Linked DNA regions of Drosophila melanogaster: all the other regions are linked to region 1. Evidence: chromatin contacts called from public Hi-C and HiChIP or PLAC-seq data. All regions are on one chromosome and are shown on one strand. Each heading gives the region's core, a stretch centred on a gene start, on an enhancer-like site or on the middle of the called end of the contact. The rest is flanking DNA. Distances are from core to core; before and after follow the strand shown. Region 1 holds the start of cbt (cabut). Region 2 holds the start of Zir (Zizimin-related). Region 3 holds the start of lncRNA:CR44060 (long non-coding RNA:CR44060). Region 4 holds the start of CG3164. Region 5 holds the start of CG3862.

Evidence for each region. Hi-C and Micro-C count contacts between places; a contact is called where the count stands out from the background. HiChIP or PLAC-seq counts read pairs in DNA pulled down with a chosen protein or histone mark.
Region 2: a contact with region 1 is called in an H3K27ac HiChIP or PLAC-seq map of the Kc167 cell line, with 3 times the contacts expected there. The contact joins the promoter of Zir here to the promoter of cbt in region 1. A contact is called at or near these places in 1 of 107 Hi-C or Micro-C datasets (the Kc167 cell line) and 1 of 6 datasets of contacts at active chromatin or transcription factors (the Kc167 cell line).
Region 3: a Hi-C map of the S2 cell line shows a contact between it and region 1, with 4 times the contacts expected there. The contact joins the promoter of lncRNA:CR44060 here to the promoter of cbt in region 1. A contact is called at or near these places in 11 of 107 Hi-C or Micro-C datasets (the D17-c3 cell line, the Kc167 cell line, the S2 cell line and 3 more) and 2 of 6 datasets of contacts at active chromatin or transcription factors (both in the Kc167 cell line).
Region 4: a contact with region 1 is called in a Hi-C map of the Kc167 cell line, with 2.5 times the contacts expected there. The contact joins the promoter of CG3164 here to the promoter of cbt in region 1. A contact is called at or near these places in 3 of 107 Hi-C or Micro-C datasets (the Kc167 cell line, the S2 cell line and embryo) and 1 of 6 datasets of contacts at active chromatin or transcription factors (the Kc167 cell line).
Region 5: a contact with region 1 is called in a Hi-C map of the Kc167 cell line, with 2.4 times the contacts expected there. The contact joins the promoter of CG3862 here to the promoter of cbt in region 1. A contact is called at or near these places in 6 of 107 Hi-C or Micro-C datasets (the Kc167 cell line, embryo, eye imaginal disc and 2 more).

The regions. Positions count from the first base shown.
Region 1 is chr2L:478,332-481,103 of dm6, reverse strand. cbt (cabut) reads left to right here and starts at 1,416. Exons shown (of 2, transcript NM_164384.2): 1 at 1,416-1,697. The coding sequence starts at 1,629. All of the region lies in intron 1 of ush (u-shaped), which reads right to left.
Region 2 is chr2L:93,396-96,167 of dm6, reverse strand. Zir (Zizimin-related) reads right to left here and starts at 1,429. Exons shown (of 12, transcript NM_134645.3): 1 at 1,276-1,429; 2 at 1,098-1,179; 3 at 867-1,036; 4 at 1-814. The coding sequence starts at 1,316.
Region 3 is chr2L:849,261-852,032 of dm6, reverse strand. It overlaps lncRNA:CR44060 (long non-coding RNA:CR44060), which reads right to left and starts at 1,331. Exons shown (of 1, transcript NR_073684.1): 1 at 870-1,331. It overlaps drongo (drongo,), which reads left to right and starts at 962. Exons shown (of 5, transcript NM_057891.3): 1 at 962-2,134. The coding sequence starts at 1,965. CG4291 reads left to right here. Exons shown (of 4, transcript NM_001272917.1): 3 at 1-315; 4 at 374-782. The coding sequence ends at 590.
Region 4 is chr2L:129,365-132,136 of dm6, reverse strand. It overlaps CG3164, which reads left to right and starts at 1,346. Exons shown (of 8, transcript NM_205881.3): 1 at 1,346-1,629. The coding sequence starts at 1,586. The region is part of intron 1 of ND-15 (NADH dehydrogenase (ubiquinone) 15 kDa subunit); the gene reads right to left. It overlaps Gs1 (Glutamine synthetase 1), which reads right to left and starts at 60. Exons shown (of 1, transcript NM_164367.2): 1 at 1-60.
Region 5 is chr2L:824,498-827,269 of dm6, reverse strand. CG3862 reads left to right here and starts at 1,409. Exons shown (of 1, transcript NM_134706.2): 1 at 1,409-2,772. The coding sequence starts at 1,473. dock (dreadlocks) reads right to left here and starts at 1,301. Exons shown (of 6, transcript NM_164390.2): 1 at 763-1,301.

The DNA.
Region 1 (2,772 bases), core at 167-2,666:
CGACAAATATAAAATTTCTTTTTAGGGAATGTGAAGAAAAATAAAACTTAAACTTTTCAGAGATCTGCATCTAATCTAGCTGCTCCCATGCTACCCCTGAATACCCTACACGGCCTGAACAGTCGCCCCACAAGTCTGGTGTGGGGTATGGCGTGCTAGTTATTCGTTGTTGTTGCGCAAGAGAGCGCCAATAACCACAGCTGTTTCTGCCGCTCGCTCTTTGGTGTGTGTGCTCTGTGTACGAGCCCCTTTTTGCTTTGAAAACTGTTACAGGCGAAACGCGAGCATTGCCAGGTAGAATTTACCCGTGTCCTAGGAGGGTTTTCAAACAAAATAAATGTAATCAATTGACGACTTAATTGAGTTACATGCATTCACTGGTGGTGAATAAGAGGATTTTGAAATGCCTGCTTTTCGTGACTCATCTTTGTTATCTCCCAGTTTCTTGGGCCTGGCAATGCTCCCCGTCAACTGTTGAGCTCCCATACTCTCCTGCTTTCGCACTATGCCTTTCGTTTATTAATGAAATCCGTGTCTGCTTAAAGTCAGACTTCCAAAGTTAATGCAAATATATGCGGCCAGGTCTTAGATTTCAGCTTGAGGGGCGTCTGCCAGGTTTCGAGCCAGTTTTAAAGTATTTTTTCAGCCGATTATTCACAGACTTCCGTGGCAACAACTACGTCAGCTACTCAGACACGGCTTTGGGGTGTGTCTGTGAGTGTGTCGGTTGGTGTGCGCTGTGCACGCGGCTGGGGCATGCACAGCCCATGAATAGACAGCCGATGGAGCCCCACACCCTCCCCAGCTCCTCCTCTACTGACCCGTTCTCTATAGCACCAAACACAAGACCCCGCAGTGAACAGCTGATGACGTCCATGCGTTGATTACGTGCTCTGCGGGCCTCTCTCCTACTGGCTGTGTGTCTGTGTCCTGCACAGAAAGAAATCGCTTCGGTGATTTTTTGGGTCTTCTCGGAAAAGATGGCAACATTTAAAATAGCCATACACTTTTAGAGAGTTTACTAAAAACGATTTGGGTTCACCTGAATCTCTTTTAACTTATTGCCAACCAACATTACAGTCTAAAATTGAGTTAACAGAGATGTCATTCTTTACGGGCTATTTTGTCCGGTGCACGTGGGTTGCTGAGAGGTGAGTGAGCAGGAGACCTGACCTTTTTCTTTTTTGCGCCCGAGAGAGAGGAGCCGAGGAGGTGCTGCCCACGTTGCTGGCTGATGTTCGTCCGGGTTACATTGCACTGGTTGCTCCACTGCCGATGACGATGGCCCGCTCACACACACTTGCCCGTTTCCAAGTGATTACGTCGTCGGCGGCTCCACTCACTCACACTTGCACAGCCTCTGCCGGCAGCGGCGTCGGCGGCGGCAGCTCTGCTGGGAGCTGAATGGCTTTGCCTTTTTCATTCGTCTCTTGAATTCCGAACGCAACGGTTCGCCTTCGCTCCAAAACGGCAAGCGGCACTTGAAAGCGCCAGTGCAAAGTTAGCTGAAGTGCAAAAATCTACACAAACTGAGATTAAACCAAGTGATTAGCCCCGGAACAAAACAAACAAACAAACACAGACTCTTCAATAAAAAAAAGAGAGTGCAACTGAAATTTGAAAGTGCAATGGACATGGATACCTTGCTACCTTCACCACCCGCAACGCCCCCACTAAGGGAAAACAAGTTGGAAATCGTAAGTGACCTACAAAGTGGATATATACAGTGTACGCTAGTGTAATTAGTGCTTATTGAGTGGGGATAGTGCATTCAAGGCAGCGGAAAATCAAACGGAATCGTACTTAGCTCGCTCTCGCTCCCACTTGCCGCGTTTCTAAAAACAAAGTGCCTCGTCCCGCTCGCACTCGCACACAGCCATGCGATCACGCAGCCAACACGCTTTCACGTGAACACCGCATGCACAGCGAGTGATGTGTGAGTGCGAGCGAGAGGCCGCAGCTGAACATTGGACTTGGCACCACTAGGAAAAAACAACAGAAAAGCAAAAGAGAGAAGGTGAGTTGCCAATTGGCAACTGTAGGCGAGCGGTGGAGTGTGAGAGGAAAGAGAGGGCCTAGCCAAAAGCTAGGCAAACAGGCCAAGCCCCAACCCATAAAACCATGTCACATTTCTGGCTCGTTTTTTATCTGGCCAAGAAAGAAACAAACAAACACTGTCGCACATTAGAGCGCAACGTGCCGAGCCCATAAAAAGATTTCGACGTCTTCGCACGAGTCATAATACACCCCTCGCATTCGCCTTCCCCATGAAATCACCCACCTGAGGCACGTCATAATAATACTGGTGGTGTGGCTGCATTTTCCTTGCATGCTTTTAGGCGCAATTTTTAAATGGTTCTAGAATATGCGCCGAAAACGCAACAGTTGCTCATGTTTTCATCCTTAAAAATTAAGTAGTGAAATTTGAAAAGTCCATATTAAGAACAGTTTTTAAAATTTTAAGACATTTTTTGTTTCTGTCAGGAGCACATCAATTTAAAGACTTTTATGTGGTCATCAATACAGTATTCACCTTTAACATTTACATACGTCTATAATTTAAAGCACAGCTGGCAGCAACAGTTAATGAGTAATATTCTGTCACCCCAAACGGCCTTTAAAAGAGTTCAAAAACCGCCAAAAACAAAGTTCCCTTGGCCTTTCGAAGGAGCATTGAACCTGGGGTTGGGCGGGGTATTGCAGGGTGTGTGAAGGTTAACGGTGAACGGCCTTGTCAGCCGCCGGCGTAATTAGCGAATTGCGAGGAAAAGT
Region 2 (2,772 bases), core at 180-2,679, 380 kb after region 1:
GTCTTCTTTGAGATACGGCTCGACGGAATTGTTTATGTCACCCTGCAAAACTTTTTCCAGACGAATCACGAGAAATAAATCGTTACTCGGATATGAAATTTCGAATATGGCTGAGTGGCTCTGGGTACTTATGTCGGCGCACTGTACATGACTTGACAACATGCGTTTAAGACTATCTGCGTTCATGTCAAAATAGAAATTTTCAGAAATTTTTTGCCGTTCCTTAGCATCATAAATAGCCATCGATGCAAAAATTGGCTCCACTTCCAGCTCAAGCCGAAGCTGTAGGCAGTTAACCTGAATGCGATGACCCATATGTTCAACTGGAATCTCTGCGAGCAGGCGGCGTTCAATGTTTTCCTCCGCTTCAGATTCCGGATACAGTGAGAAAAGAGCCATTTGTCGATCTTGCTGCCGGCGTGCTTCATTGGATTGATCAATATGCTCCGGAGGTACATTGTCAAGCAAATTGGGTATTAGTGGGTCATTAACCGAACGTCGAAGATCAAAGCTAGCCCAAGAACCACGCGGGGTCAAAGTGTCCGTACAAGAGCTTACTGAAGCCAAACTTGCAATGGATTGTCGAGAACTTGGAGTGCAGCTCTCGCTTTTATAAGCGAACGCCTCTTCAAATGACGAAAAATCCTTGTCGATCTCGAATTCCTGCTGGTACGCAGAGGGACTTATGGTTCCGCGGTCGATACGCTCGCGGATATAGCAAGAACTGGAAAGGTGCCGCTGTGCATATTCAACCACCTTCCATGGGCGCGTATAGCAGTTAACACATTCTTGTACGTGATGGGGCAAATCAGACCTAAAAGAGACTGTAGCTATGTAGCTGTTGTATAAGTTAGGTGCATACATACAAATTCTCATTGGGAACAACGTGATCAACAGTTCTGATTTTTCGGGGAATGATTTTAACAGTTACATCCCCTTGAGGAAAGTCCAATATATGTTTCAAGGGATCCCGGTTGATGATGTTCATATGCTGGGATAGAAATTCTTCGTAATCAAGGGGCTCTGTCGGGGAGATCTATTGAAAAAATGGAATCCTTAACAGAAAAATTGTATATTTTAAACAATAGTGCTCTTACCGAAGAACCACACAATGATGGGTCCATTGCCTTTGATAGATGGCAACCAGAAACATTTTTTCGTACATCCGCAGCCGACTGCCTAGGGATTTACAAATTGATATATGTACATATGTATACAAGCATTAAGGGCGTTTCTTTGTTTAAAATAAACTATTTCCTTTAGTGAAAAACTTACTTGGAAACTTTTTGCACAAACGAGCGCTGGGCACTCGACATTTTGGGAAATTCGTATGCTAAAGTGGTCCAATTCTTTTCTTATTTATTTTATGACAAATAAACCCTGACTTTATATTGGTTTACTTGCAGCGCCGTCGATAACCGTACTCATCGATTAATCTTAACATACCAGAGATGAGCTGGAGGCCCGTATAGATGAACTGGTTCCGATTCTAATATGATTGCATTTTTTCATAGTCTTTATCAAATATTGAATTAGATTAAGTACACGAAGTACATTTTTTCATAGTATTTATCTAACACACAATTATTATTAAAATCGTACTTTATTAAAACTTATCATCCATATGGTGGTTTATTTTGATTTTCTTTAGCTTTTTTTTAACATTTTTTCATAGTCTTTATCAAATATTGAATTAGATTAAGTACACGAAGTACATTTTTTCATAGTATTTATCTAACAGACAATTATTATGAAAAACGTACTTTATTAAAACTTATCATCCATATGGTGGTTTATTTTGATTTTCTTTAGCTTCCGGCCGAACATGTGCCACAAGTTTTCACTTTCACCCACGAGCAACAGCTGCAGTGAGTTTGGCGAGTTTTTTTTTAGATTAACAGCAAGCCCCCGCATTCCGACCGCCTTAGGATGCGCTATGTTTTTACGAGTTGCATACCACATGCATGGAATGGGCTTGATGTCAGTGGGAGGCTGTTTAGAATTTGACGGCGGTAAAATAAGAGAAAGAGATGACGTTAAATAGCTTTTGATTGGCCTATTTGCTGATCAGCCTAACAAAGGTTTACTTTGGGCCAACCAAAAGTTCAGACCAATACTTTTAAATATAAAACCATTAAAGTTAAGAGCACAAAAAAATAATTAATTTGACTGAATAAATTTACCCATTATTTATATAAATGGTAGTGGCGAAGTTGTTAATGAATTCTTTAACTGCATAGTACTTTCGTTTTATCCATTTTTACAATAAATTCTCATGCACTGAACAAACTTGAAAGCTTAAAAACAATTACCAAAACAAAAAAAAAACTATAATGAGCTATTAATCCACATATGAGAGTTGAGATTTTATATACGCTTGTTTTTAATTTATAGGAAACATTATTCTCTAATATAAGATATCATACGTATTAGGTCATGTTCTTTATACTAGTTGTTGTGTTGAAAATACTTTTATTCCAAAAACGAATAACATTTTTCTGAAGTGTAGTGCTCTTCGTTTCTGACCTCATCTGTTTCAACGACAAATTATGACGAACTGTGTGCAATTATTTCCATCCTAATATACATATACGCTCCAACACAGAAGTGCTTTTCCCATAATGGCCAGCTGCGTTGCCGCCAGATTTGTTTATGTCAATTTTACCCCAGGGTTGCGCCTTATTGACCGTTAACGTCTTGGGGCATTTAGAGCCTTTACATAAATATGGGATACGGGCGTATCAACGTATGCATCGTATTATGCCACCTTAA
Region 3 (2,772 bases), core at 82-2,581, 370 kb before region 1:
CTACTATTGGAACGTGAAGACCAATGAATCCGTGTGGAAGCCGCCGAAAGAGGGCTATCTGTCCTACGAGGAGTACGAGCGCATCAACCAGCTGGCCATCGACCAGCAGCAGATCTCCCAGGCCGAGGAATCGCTGAAATTCCGCGCCAATGTCGACGAGGAAGTGGCGAGGGTGAACCGAGAGAAGATGAAAGCCTTCCGCAGGACGGACAATCCCAAGGAAAAGAAGCAGAAGGAGGAGAGGCGTCAGACATTCAAAACGGAGGAAGAGGCGGCCACCAAAGAGATTGGACAGTGGCAAACTGTGGAAGTGAAGTAGGGCCTTCCTACTAGGTTCAAATGCATTTACTGATAAATTTATGGATTTTTGTAGAGCACCTGAGCAGCCCATCGACTGGCAGCTACCCAAAACGGATTACTACAGTGCTGCGCCCGTGGTTTCCGCCTCGAGTGAACCAGAACCTCCAGTCAAGAAGTTCAAGGAAAAGACGATTGGCGGTCTGGATGAGGAGATAGCCGCCACTGCGCCCGCCACGTTCAAGCGGAAATTCATCAGGAAGGGAAACAGCCGCCAGCGCGCCGAGGATTAAGAAGTACTCCATGTGCTTATGTGCATATTTCACCTACTAGTTAGGTTTAGGCATAGGAAATGTTTAGGTTTTTAAGTGTTTGCTTATACCAATTAAAAAGTGAGATGCGTTTAACTAATATTAGATTAAACATAGCTATTGTAGAATTATTATTATCTTTAGTCGACTTGCATTCAATAAATATTTCCCAACATTTTAAATAGTAATATGTTTTTTAAAAAGTTTTAAATTTCGATAACAGTTATCGAATTAGGTTCAATCGGTGTGTGTCTGTGCTTTAGTTGCGGCATATTTAGGTCTTAGAGCTCCGTCCAATTTTAGTGCATTTCCAGCGGCAACACGAGGTATGTTTCTCCCGTCCGCCAACGGTCACTCTGCTGCTGTTGTTGTAGGCGAGCGGTCGGAATTTGCGTCGGAATTGTGTTGAGTCGAGTCGCGCTATTTTGTTTCGAGTGCGCTGTGCTGTTTGGTTTCGTTCCGTTTCGTTTCGCTGTTCGTTTTCCACTCGTCTTCGAATCCGCACTGCAAACAAACAAGGAGAAGGGGAAGCAGCAAAAGTGGCGAGTGCATTCGCAGCGTCGAAATTTCAATTGAAATCTGAAATCTGTGTGGCAATTGCAGCGGCACTCGGTGTAAATAGATTGAATTGAAGCGAAATTCTGCGAGTCGAAGAAGTGAAAAGTAAACAATAACACGGGCAATCGGAAAAGTGGTTTTCGATAAATCGCACCGCACACACACACCTGTCAGTGTGAGTGTCAAAGTGAGTGTGTGAGTGTGCGTCGAAGGAGAGGAAAGGTCAAGCCAAAAATTGCGTAAAGAAAAGGAAAGGAAAGCTTAGAAGAGGGGAAGGGGAATTACGTCAGTTTCGCATTCCCGATAAAAATTTTTGATTCCCTAAACGATCCTGATAGCCAGCCATTACGATAGGCAAAAAACGATAACAGCGGAAATTTACGTCAATTTGGAGCAGAAAGTAAACGATACCAATTCCCGAAAGAATTCAAAAAATCAGGCAAGATTCAGTTCGTGTACGCTTACAACAGCTCCGCGCCCCACGCCGCCTCCTCCTACCGCACCGCCGTCGCCCCCTTTGCGCCCTACGCGGCCGAGCGGTCCACCCACCACCACCCACTCCCGCCCCCCGAGGAGCGGCTGCCCTCGGACACCGAGCAGCTAGCTGGATCCGACGAGGATCGGGCTCAGAGCCACGAAGCGGAAGCGGAGGAATCCGAGGAGGAGCGCGCAGGTAGCGGACCCTCCGTCAGGCCGCTCATCGCAGCAGCAGGAGCAACAACAACGACAACGTCGACGTCAGTAGTACCGGAAGCGGTACAAAGGGCGGCGGCCAAGGGAGCGACAGAGACGGCGACAATGGCGGTGGTGCGCAAGAAACAGGACGACAAGTACCTGCTCGCCCTGCGGGAACTAGTGGCCAGCGGGACGGGGAGCAATCGGCAGTGCTTCGACTGCGGCCAAAAAGGACCAACCTACGTGAACATGACCATCGGATCCTTTGTCTGCACCCGCTGCTCCGGAGTCCTGTAAGTATTTGCCTTCTTGTTGTTGTTTTCTAGTCTGGGATAATGTAGGGTAGATCCAGGAATTAGGCATAAGTCGCCTGCTAGGTGACCTTTGTTATGAGAATGTAACTGTAACTTGGCTATTCATATTTTAGTTATTTCTTTGGTTGTCTCTTTGAGTTTACCAGGTATTCAAGATACCTCTGGAAAATATTTCAAACAATTTCCGATGCACAGATTGATCTAGCTTGAGATTTGTAGAATAAGGATGGTGGGTTATGAACTGACAAATCTCTTAAAATCTTCCACAAGAAGAATCCAGATATACGACATTTATGGTTATGGCTTTCTTGAATGGCTTTTGGTTGAATTCACACATGTTTTTTATCAAAAAGCTGGCTACCTATATACATATTCTGATAACTGCCAAATGGGCTACCCCCACTGCGTTTAGGAGTCATATAAAATATTGCCTTGAGTGTTTCCAAAAATAGAAATGCAAATTGAGAGCTATCAACGTCGATCCGTGGACCTTTCTTGGTCTCCCGTGTTATCTTGACTTGAACCCAGCCAATTTGAACTCGCCTGACGTCCATTTGGGATCTGTGCCCGAGTGGAGTGACCGATAATTTGCGATCGATCGATGCAATGTCCGATCC
Region 4 (2,772 bases), core at 97-2,596, 350 kb after region 1:
GGGGCTGCGGAGCGACTGTTGGGGACACCCGACCAATTCGATGTTTGGAAGTCTTGTGAGCACAGTTAGCGCGACAGCATTCACTTTTTTCGTTGTTTCGTCGCGCGCCTCGGGTTTTTCTTTATCTCGTTTGCGACGCCGACGCACAGACAAAGGCCTCCCAGAGAGCATTCAAAACTGGCGGTATATGAGCACCCGCTCCGCAGCCACTAGCCAGAGAGACCTGCAATGCGACCCATAATGTTTATGTTTCGAGGCTAGTCGGGTAGCCAAAAGCCCCGTTACTGAGCACACGCTATAAGCTCATTTATGCATTTCGAGCACTTGTAGCTTGCATTAGCGCCAAATGAAAAACAAAAGTTTTTAGTAATTCTCATCGTAGAACACCTGCACCATTTATGTGCATGGCCCACTTTAGAACCCACAAATTAAGTTCTACATTTTTGATAAATTCATTTCAGAAACTATGATAGGTTACGCAGTATGCAGATGCATTTCAGCAGTACTACTTATTACAACACTCTCTCATTTCTCGTAATCTCTTCGTAAAAACCTCCACCATTTTGCTCTTTGGCTGATTGTTTTGAATACACGCCTGGTACAAAGTTCACTATATACAATTAAATATAGCGAATGCAAGGAGCACCGTATCAGCTGTGTCTATTCGTGTTTGGCATTTGATAAACTCTGTGGTGGACCGCATTAATAGAGCCTTAAATGAAGCAATAATGATTTGTTTATAATATGTAAATTCGGTACTAAATGTTCCTATTCCTGGCTTGGGTCTCGCATACGACGTTCTGAATATTAAAAATATATCTAACTAAAACTATAACTAAAATAGCAGTATAAGTACACAGTGTAGCCAACTTTTAGGCTGAGTATGTAAAACGTTGAAATTTAAATGCTATGTAAATTCTGATCTAAATATCCTGTGTGGAGGATATTCAATATTTATTTGTTACAGATTATACTTAGTCCTAGGCCGTCGTTCATCAAGCCACGCATATTGGCCCACTCCCTCCTACATAATGGCATGTTGTCGCACAAAAGCCGAGACCACAGATATGTCTTCCAATTATTTGTTGGTTGCCTCGTAACTTAGAGGAAAGTACTGAAGAACGGATGAGTATATTTCAGATAGGATTAATGTTAAAATAAAGCTAAAACTCTGTTTCTGGCGGGAAAGCAAGCTTTTTTGGACGGCTCATATTGGGAGAGCTTCAGGTGGGCATAACAAAGAAAACAAGGAAAACAGAGGAAACTTTTATGTGCCAATGTGTGAGTGCCACTTTTCACCATAGACCCGAGTAATTCCCATATAGCCGTCTACGCTTTTCCAGTTACGTGGCATCGTTTCCACTAGTTGGCCGGCTTCAGTTTTCGCAAGAAACTACGAAAGTTTCCCTCCAGCAGAGTGTACATATTTTTACACCCGATGTGCAACAACCAAATACAAAATCGCTAATTCTTATATTCGGTTTGGGTTTCGACTGCCTATTCGTTATTGCCTGCGACTTAGCTTTCGCGAAGGCAACTTGTTGCTTCAAAGCGATGGTTTCAGTAGCTGTTGAGTTACGGCACCATGAACCAGTATAGTTGGAAGCAGTTTTTGGAAAATAATAATCTGTAAGTAGCCGAATCAGGCGGGTCTCAAGCAAAATGCATCACATTTAGTTGGCACATCTAATATACCACACCCCCCGTTTATAAAACGAAATCAACAAGTGTAGAACAACCGGTTTGCAATTCCTGCCAATTGTTGACATCTCCGTGACTTGATTAGCCACAAGCTTTAAAAAATTTCCAAGCCAATAGTCATCGGGAAATTGCCAGTGGAAATACATTATTCTTTCATATCTTAAGGCGACTGCATAACTTTAGTGCTGTATGCTGATTTGAACCCAGAAACCGAACTAGGAATAATATCTCAAATTGCGGTTTGTACTGGGAAAATACCTTTTGTTGGTCAATTCATTACGTTTTTACTTGCCCCAATATATACAATAACCGGTTTAACTAAACGTTATTAGCACTCCCAGTGCAATCCGTAAATCCCAATTAGATTGGGCAAAATATAGACCGGAGCATCGTAAAAGCATGCCAACAAGGAGCCTTACAGCAATGTCTACATCTAACTGTTGCGTTCAGATATACCACAAAACTGTTTCTGGGGCAAAGTTGTAAGGTCGTCCCACGCCATAGCCACAAATGACCTCATGCCACATTAAATGTAGGGAAAAGCAAAATGTAGGTAAAATGTCGCGTAAGCAAACCATTAAAAAGCGTACTAGAGCTCCTTTAAACGAATTACGGCACCGATTAACTTATTTTTACGTAAAACACGAAATGACAAAGTACAACCCCTTATCGGCTCATTGAAAACTCCTATCAGCTGTAGATTGACACCCATAGATAAGCCCCTCCAATAACTCATGAGTCATGAGCGAGGCCGTGAACTTTTAACTTAGATTGAATAAACCAATGGCCAGAACCTTAGCTTCCAGGACTAACTACTATAAAAGGCTGATAAACCAATCAAAGTACAAGACTGGGAATCAAAGACCTTCCTCAAGGTAAAGACTTTCCTCGAAATTAGTTAGTGGTATTTTATTTCGAGATACATGGGTCCGCCGATCGAGGAATATTCACAGATTATAGGCTTTTCCCAAATTCATTCAAGACTTAGTAGAAGAATGCGCTGGCTTTTGAGAGAGAGCCAACCCGCAGTGCCTCTCAATCGCACTAGAATCCCCACCAGAAGTAGTGCTT
Region 5 (2,772 bases), core at 160-2,659, 350 kb before region 1:
ACTCTTATCTGGATCTCGGGGCGTGGGAGGCAAAGGGCAGCCTGTTTACATAAGATCACTCATTCAGGGAGCTGGGAGTCCACTCCCGCCCGGGTTGATTAAGTAGATGCTTTTGCTGGGGAATGGGATTCGAATGGGGTTTCGGTTTCGGTTTTGTTTTTTGTATTTTGTATTTTTTTTTTGGCTTTTGTTGCCGAGGGAGTTTGCGACATTTGCCGGCCGTTTCGTTTAGAGATGCTGCGCAAAATCTCTGCGAGGTGGTGGCTTTTTGGCAGCGAGAGGGTGGACTTCTCGTCCTGCAAAGGATGGCAGGACTCGTTCCCAGTGTTGTTAAGAGTACAAGCTTTTGTACCTGGCACAGGCTTTTGAAAAACACAAGTACCTACTATAGTAGTATTTGAGCAATGAACATATTATAGATTTATGGTAAGTGAAGCATCTTCACGATTTATCTGTTTCATCTATCTAGACAAGGGAAAGGGTACATATGTACACACATATATATCGGTGGCACAGTTTGCCGTAAACACGACCATGGTTACCCAAAAAAAGGTGATGGAAAGCGGAGGGCTAAGGGTTGCAGCACCGCCCACTGGGCGGGTGGTGGACCGAGCCAAAGGACTACGCACCACCAGGTGACGAGGGCGAGATAAAGAGAGAGAGCGCAGGTCAAGAGAGAGAGAGAGAGAGCCGAGAGAGAGAGCCGTGAGAGATTCGAACAGGAGCTAAAAAGGAGCAGCCGAATATTTTGTGTGTACCTACCGGAGACGAAGCGGTTGGACTGGCAACTCCTATATTCCTCCTGGATCTCCTTATCCTGGCACTCCTTATCCGTATCCGTATCCTTATCCGGAAAGTCGGAGTCCGTATTTCTCGGTCTTAACCCTTGGCAATCCTCAGGATTTGGGAGTGGAAGACATGGGATAAGACACTGCTCCTGGAACTCCTGGAACGCACTCTATATCACTTCCACTTTCCACTGGGCTATTGCACTTTACACACACTTAAAACACAACTTTAATTATAATACACCTAGGCGTGAGTGTGTGTGTGTGAGTGGGGCGGGGGTGAGCCTGTGTGTGTGTACATATGCTGCTGCCGCGATTGAAAAACACACAAATCCTGACAAATAAACGCTTTTCCACGCTTCTGATTACCGCACACGTTAACTGCGTTAAGTGGCAAATTGTTTGCACAATTTTGCAGCGCTCTCTTGCGGTTAACTAATTAAATTTTAATGATTTTGCCGGAGCCGTTTCTTTCACGTCGCCCATCCGATTTCGATGTGCGGAAGGCGATAGCGATTGACCACGACCAGGGCTGTCAGGTGGCGTATCAGCGGTTTTTCTTAGCGAACTATCGATAAGCACGTTGCGCGCTGTGCAGCACTTGTCCGGTCATCGGGTCTATCGATATCGGGTGGCGTTTTTGTTATGATTTTGGATTACATGGTTGGTTTAACCCGAAATACCATGCTGAAAACTCGGGGTATTGTGCTTGGCATCAGCAGGTCGTACACCGCCAAGGCGAAGAGGGGTGTGCTGGCGCAGGACAAGTCGAAGATCAAGGAGTACTCACCGAAGACGACGGACAGCCATGAGCACCGAGTTTACGTGTGGGGCTTTCAGGAAACCGGCGCTCTCGGTCTCCAGACCAACGTGAAGAAGGCCAAGGAACGCTACACGGAGATGGTGCACCATCCCACCCGCTTGCAGTTCTCCAACAACAACGAAATCACGGATGTGGCCGCCGGCTACGGGTTCACGGTCTACGCCGTGAATAGAGATGACGGAGAGACGCTCTTTGGCAGCGGTTTGAACACCGACTCCCAACTGGGTTTCCAGGTGAAGGGAAATCCCAATGATCCGGCCAACCTTGACGTGATCATTTATCCTACAGCCATTAAACTGCCGAGAGTTCAGGGAGAAACAGACGAGGACATGCGTGTGAAGAGCATGTCGGCGGGTAGAGCTCACCTGGTGGTTCTGACCCAAAACGGAACCATTTTCACCCTGGGAAACAATTCGTACGGCCAATGTGGCCGCTCCATCATAGAGGAGGAGCGGTACAGCAAGAGTGCCCTGATCCACAGGATATCGCAGGAAGATATATGCGGCAAGGAGGATGAGGTGGTCCAGGTGGAGTGCGGCCAGGACCACAGCATGTTTCTTACCAAAAAGGGACGCATTTACACATGTGGCTGGGGTGCGGATGGTCAAACAGGTCAGGGAAACTACCACACCGCCGGGCAGATAACCCTGATTGGAGGAGATGTGGAAAAGGAGAAGATTGTGCGGCTCAGCTGCTCCTCGGACTGCGTTTTGGCCCTTAACGAGGCGGGCGATGCCTTTGGCTGGGGCAATTCTGAGTACGGACAGCTAGATGACTCAGAGCTGGCCGAAACCCAAATAAATATCCCTAGAGCTCTCAAACTAACGAAGTCCATCGGGAAAATCAAGGATGTGGCTGCGGGAGGCTCATTTTGCATGGCCCTCAACGACCAGGGTCTGGTGTACACCTGGGGCTTTGGCATCCTCGGCTTCGGACCCTTCGTGGAGCAAACATCCAAGCCGCAGCATCTGTTGCCGCCTTTATTCGGACGAAATGACTTCAGCAACGAAACCACAGTGGTTTCCATCGGATGCGGAGTGTTTCACATGGGCGCCGTCAACTCGGACGGAGATCTCTTCATGTGGGGCAAGAACAGGTTCGGGCATCTGGGGCTGGGACACAAGAAGGACCAGTTCTTTCCCTTTAAGGCGGCCATCAACG